Linked DNA regions of Anser cygnoides: region 1 is linked to region 2. A link is a contact called in public Hi-C data. All regions are on one chromosome and are shown on one strand. The core of a region is the stretch at or near the end of the contact, and the rest is flanking DNA. Distances in the headings are between cores, read along the strand shown.

The links. A called contact is a pair of places that touch in the nucleus more often than the background predicts.
Region 1: a contact with region 2 is called in a Hi-C map of liver, with 8 times the contacts expected there. The contact joins the promoter of SEC11A here to the promoter of LOC106047460 in region 2. A contact is called at or near these places in 2 of 7 Hi-C or Micro-C datasets (both in liver).

What each region holds. Positions count from the first base shown.
Region 1 is chr11:11,285,297-11,288,341 of Taihu_goose_T2T_genome, forward strand. It overlaps SEC11A (SEC11 homolog A, signal peptidase complex subunit), which reads left to right and starts at 1,746. Exons shown (of 6, transcript XM_048081456.2): 1 at 1,746-1,905; 2 at 1,998-2,107. The coding sequence starts at 1,855. ZNF592 (zinc finger protein 592) reads left to right here. Exons shown (of 10, transcript XM_067003516.1): 10 at 1-1,635. The coding sequence ends at 263.
Region 2 is chr11:11,148,848-11,151,593 of Taihu_goose_T2T_genome, forward strand. It overlaps LOC106047460 (sodium/nucleoside cotransporter 1-like), which reads left to right and starts at 1,286. Exons shown (of 18, transcript XM_067003915.1): 1 at 1,286-1,838. TRNAH-GUG (transfer RNA histidin (anticodon GUG)) reads left to right here and starts at 604; the gene lies at 604-675. TRNAH-GUG (transfer RNA histidin (anticodon GUG)) reads right to left here and starts at 1,225; the gene lies at 1,154-1,225.

The DNA of each region.
Region 1 (3,045 bases), core at 496-2,995, 140 kb after region 2:
AGGAGGAAGAGGAGGAGGAGGAGGAGGAAGAAGAGGAGGAGGAGCAGGAGGAGGAAGAAGAGGAAAGGGCGAAGTTACAAGCAGAGATGAATGAGAACGGACATGAGGGGTATAATGGCGAGATGAACACTACGGTGGAAGAAAACCTGAAATGCAAAGAGTGCAAAACTGACTCAGCTCTTTGTGAACACAGGCAGACGTGTGGTGTGGAGGGTCCTAATAGCACCTCTCAGAACAATCATTCAAAGTCTCTTAAGACTTAAAAACAAAAACAAAATGAAACAAAAACCCTTTTGGTCTGTTGGGGTTTTTTGTTCGGGGGTTTTTACTTAAAATACTGGGTGGGGATGGGGCAAATCATTGAAATATTCTGTTGATTTCTCGGGATGGACATTGCTTTCCGTTAACTTCCATTTGTAAGGGAAATTTAAAAAAGAAAAAACCCTGCCATTTCATCCTAAGCACTAACTCTCTGCCAGATCAGAGAGGTGAAAAGGGAAAGCAGGGCGAGAATCCTCGCTGGAGCTTGTCCAGCTCCTGAGGATCAAGGAGCACTTTCTGCAGTTGCAGTTTCCTAAAGATGAGCTCTCCTCCTTTGAGCGTGCACTGCCTCAGCCTCTGCCCAGAGCCCCTGCCTTGCCTTCCCTGTCTCGCTTTCTTTCTTCTCCTATTTATGACTTATTTTTCTCTTCCCATCCTGCCTTTTTTTACTCATTTTAATTCATAATGCTGTCTCAGCAGAACACACTCGTCAGGACCGCACTGGCCCATCTGAGATCGTCTGTGTTCCGCAGGACAGGCTCAAGCTGTACTCCAGCTTCCGTTTATTTTACTGCCCTAATAACAATCTTATTTTCTGAAAGGTAATTTAATGAAATGTCACAAATCTTACTCGCCCTGAAGGAGAGTTTCGCAGTCGCTGTCATCCTGTGCGAGAGTGGGTGGGTATGGCACTTTGCCTCTGCGCCTGGGAGGTGCAATGGGGACGGGGTGTTGTGGTCCCCAGAGCAGAAAATCTCCCCCCCCCAGGGCTGCCCGTGACCGCGGTGTCTCTGGGTGGCTGAGGTGCCCGCGTCCTGGCGGGGTTCAGTGGGGAGAGGTCCCCGGAGAGGTGCTGGCAGAGCCGGGCTGCCCCCGCTGCCACCTCACCCTTGGGCTCACGCCCCTTCCGTAGCGCTTCTCCCCCCAGCTCGGTGTCATCCATTTCTTCGGAGGCGTTTATTTCCCCGTGGTCATATTGACTTTGCCCCTGCTGTTCCCTCGCTCGTCCCCCCGGCACACACATGCTTCGTGTAATATAGTTATCTCCTGTACCATTTTTTATGTTGAGCCAGAATCCTGCTCGTTATTGTTTACTATGACAATGTTTAAATAATTTAAGAACTATTTATCTTATTGCATTCGAATTGCTCACTTTCTTGTCTCAATGTGTTTTGATACGAACAGTTTGGACTCTTTGTATTTTTTGATACTGTGTACATTAGCCTAGGGAATGTTTTACGAGGTAGCCTACGTAGAGTAACGATAGCGGGGGGCACTCCCAAGCCATCACATAATCTATTTAATCCGCAGCGGCGTTTGTGCCTTGCTACGATGTTTACTTCAAAGTATTTCAAATAAAAGCATCCAACAGTGCCCGCCCGCGCTCCGTGCTTGCTTGGTGGCGGCGGGGGGGCGCCGGGGGCGACGAAGGGAGCCGAGGGGCGGGCGGCGGCCGCCTCCTGCCCCGTCCCCGCCTCCTCCGGTGGGGCCCCGGGGCCGCCCCTGTCTCCTCCCCGCGGCGGGGCGGGATCGGAAGCGGCGGGGGGAAGCGGGGGGAAGCGGAAGAGGCGCGGGGCCCGGCGTGGTGCGGCGATGCTGTCGCTGGACTTTCTGGACGATGTGCGGCGCATGAACCGGCGGCAGGTGCGGGGCGCGGCGGGGCCGGGCGGGGGGCGCCGGCAGGGCCCGGGCTGACCGCGCCGCCCCTTGTTGCCTTCCCCCTCCCTCCCCCCCAGCTCTACTACCAGGTGCTGAACTTCGGCATGATCGTCTCGTCCGCGCTCATGATCTGGAAGGGGCTGATGGTGGTGACGGGCAGCGAGAGCCCCATCGTGGTGGTGCTCAGGTACAGCCGCGGGCCTGCCGCGGGCGGCGGCCTGGGCGGGGGGGTCGGCGTGGTGGTGGTCACGGTCATGGTCATGGTCGTGGTCATGGTGGGGGTGATGGTCGTGGCCACGGAGGTAGCCACGGTCATTCGTGGTTGTGGTCATGGGCACAGTCGTGGTGGTGGGCACGGGCATGACGGTGGTCACAGTCACGGTCGTTCATGGTTGTGGTCGTGGGCACGGGCACGGTCGTGGTCGTGGTGGTGGTCATGGCCATGGCCATGGGCACAGTCATGGTCCTGCTCAGGGTGGTCGTGGTTGTGGTCATGGTCGTGGTGGTGGTGCTCCAGGCTCTCCAGCCCCGCTGGAGGACATTATCTAGAGACACAGGGCAGCAGCAGACCCTGCCTGCAGCCCAGCTGCCGGGCCCTGGCTGCGCAAGAGCCTCTCTAAGAGGGAAGAAGAAGTAATACAAGGGAGGCTGCAGAGAGGTTGGTGTCAGGATCTCCTCGGTGGTGCCCAGTGTCAGGACCTTTCAATGTCAGGAAGCACTCCTGTGCTGTGTGAGTCACTGAGCGCTGGCACAGTTGCCCAGAGAGACTGTGGAGTCTCTTTCCTTGGATCTTCAAACCCACCTGGACATGGACCTGGGCGACCTGCTCTTGGTGTCCCTGCTTGAGCAGGGTTTGGACCAGATGGCCTCCAGAAGTCCCTTCCAACCTCAGCCGTTCTGTGGAGTAGGTAGGCAGAATGTGTTGCCTGATGTAAGAATAACATCTTACTTTTCTGCTTCTGTCAGCTGGCAAACGTGTGTTACGGGGGTAATCCTGAGGAAGGGGACACAGAAGAAACTGGAGGACTTCAAAGAAATACGTCAGGAGCTCCACCCAGCCGCTTCTGCCGAATCTTGGGGAAAAACACTCGGCAGCATGGGTGAAGGCAGATGTGGGGAAGGAAG
Region 2 (2,746 bases), core at 36-2,535:
GGTGAAAGGCAGCGCTGGGGCAGGAGGCGGCCAAAAGCCACCCAGACACGCGGGGCATTCAGAGATACCACCAGAGAGCCCCTCATCCACCAGCTCCCGGGTTTGGTGTTGTGGAGGCGCAGCGGTTCCCACCGCCACTGAGGGACCAGCACATACACCAGGGCCTGGGGCACGTTAACAGCAGAGGCTGAGGAAAGAAGGAGATGGACGTGGGCAAAGGGGGGCCGGAAAAGGCCCGTTCCATCTCCCTTCACACCTCCGAGCTCTTTTGGTGTGCAGGCACGGAGCGAGAGGAGCGCCTCCTCTGACGCAGAGCTCCTTTGTTGTGAGCCTTGGTTTTATCAAATCCAACCAGAACTAGATGGTTGTTATGAACGTGACAACGCTGTGACAGACCCCAGGACCGCCACCAGCCCACACGGCGCTGAGGGCACGGCCGCGCGGGGCGCGCAGGCGCACACGGCCCAGCGGAGGAAGGGGCCGCCCCCTTCCCCCCTCCGCGTCGCCATGGCAACGCCTCTCGGCCCGCCCCGCCGTGAGCTCAGCGCCCCCTGCGCTTAACAGCGCGCCCGGCGAGCTCGGCGCCCAGAGCCCCGGTAGCGCGCCGTGATCGTATAGTGGTTAGTACTCTGCGTTGTGGCCGCAGCAACCTCGGTTCGAATCCGAGTCACGGCATCGCCCCGGCGGTACCACGGCACACGGGCTCTCTTTTTTTCCCCTCATTCCGCTCACTTCCCCACACGTTCCAGCGCGCCCTGCGCGTTCGCCTTTCACACTTTCGCCCCGCTTTTTGCACGATTTTCGCTCGTTCCCCCCGCCGCCACCGCTACCCCCGCCGGCTCCCTCCGCCGCCTCGCCGGGGGCTGCGGGGCCGGGCCGAGGCCGGGGAAGGCGCCCGGGGGCCCTGCCGCAGCTGCCGGGCACGGCCGGGGACCGGAGCCAGGCCCCCCGCCGGCCCCCGAGGCCGCGCCACCGCCGCGGGTCTCCCCATAGCGAAAATCGCGTGAACCGCGCGGGACGGGCGTGCAAGGCGCGACGGGGGCGATGCGATTAGGGGCGCGCTGGCGCATGTTGAAAGCAGAGGAATGAGAAAAAAGAAAAAAAAAGAAAAAGAAAATTTCGGAGCCCGTGTGCCGTGGTACCGCCGGGGCGATGCCGTGACTCGGATTCGAACCGAGGTTGCTGCGGCCACAACGCAGAGTACTAACCACTATACGATCACGGCGCGCTACCGGGGCTCTGGGCGCCGAGCTCGCCGGGCGCGCTGTTAAGCGCGGGGGGGGCGGGGCCGGGGGGGCCCCCTGCGGGCAGCGCCTGGGGGCCCGGCTCCCTGCGGCCCGTGCCCGGGAGGTGCAAAACCCCCGCCGCTGCCGCTCGGGGCTGACCACGGCAGCGGGCACTCGGCGCAGCGGGGCCATGCCGGCGCCGTGCGTGCCCGCGGGGGCGCACCCTGCAACGTCGTGCCTTGAAAAGCTGTTTCCAAGCCAGGCTTTGGCTGTCCACCCTGCGTCCCTCCGCCTAACGCGACTTCGCGCCGCCGCATCCCTCTGCCTAGCACCCTTTTAGAATTTTTTCCCGGCGTTTCTTCTTCCAGCTCGCTTCCTGCAAAGCTCCCTGCTGGGACGGGAGCACCGCAGGGGTTTGGCCGCAGGGTGCTGCCGTGGCTGCCCCGCCGCGCTCCTCCGAGCACCCTCGCGGCTGACGGGTGCAGCCAGGGCCGGGTGCCAGGGCGTGAGCCCGGGAGGAGCCGAGCTATCGCTATGGGCTGACCCAGCTCTTTGGACTGAGCTGTTAATCCGTAACCGCACGGCACCAGGCCGGAGCTGCGGGGCTGGCGGGTGAGCGCTGGGGCCCGGTGGGCACGGGGACTGGGGTGGGGGACATGGACGAGGGCCCTACGCGTGGCTGTGCTGTCCCACGGCCGGGCGGGGACCACGGGGGGCACCATGTCCCCACACAGGGGGCACAGGGGGCATGGGAGGGGGGTGTTGATTGTCTGCCTGCCCACCCGGCACCACTCCCAGGGAGGAGGGCGGCCAAGGAGGCCTTGGCAAAATAAAAGGCAGCAGAGCCATTGGGGGAGGGGAGTGGGCACTGGAACCCCCCCGCCTCAGGGTACAAGTGCCTGCAGCTCTGGGGGGAGCTGGGAGCACTGGGGAAGCCCCAAGGGGGTCCCCAGACCCTGGGACTGGGAGGTGCTGGGGGGGTCCCTGGGCTGGAGAGGGCCTGCTGTCCTTGATGGAGCCCGATTCTTGCGCCGTGGGAAGCGAGATGTGAGCCTGGCCTCTCCGCCTTGTCCTTGCCGTCCTGACACACACACCTCCAGAGCAAGGACTCCTCGCCATTCCCTCTGTCCTCACGCAAAGGTGCTCCTGCAGTCACCCGCTGCCTTCTCTGTGACTTCTCTGCTCTCTGCACTTCCCCTGTTCTTCTCCAGGTAGAGATAGCGGGAGGGTGCCCAAACGAGATGCTGCAAGGAGCCCTGCACTGGTGGGAACACTGGTTCTTCTAGCTTTGCTGGACCAGTTCTCCCAGTACAATCCTCCTTTAGGACTAGTCCCCATGCAAATCACAGTTTACTCCTACCCATCACTCCTGTGCTGTACTAGTTACCATCAGGAAAAGACCTTCCTTATCCTCGTCTGAAGGACACGGGTGCTCCAAGAGCTCTTGATGGGACATGCGACCACTCTTATTTTTCGCAAACCCCCACAACATTTTTGCAAACATCTTCTCCACCTTGGAG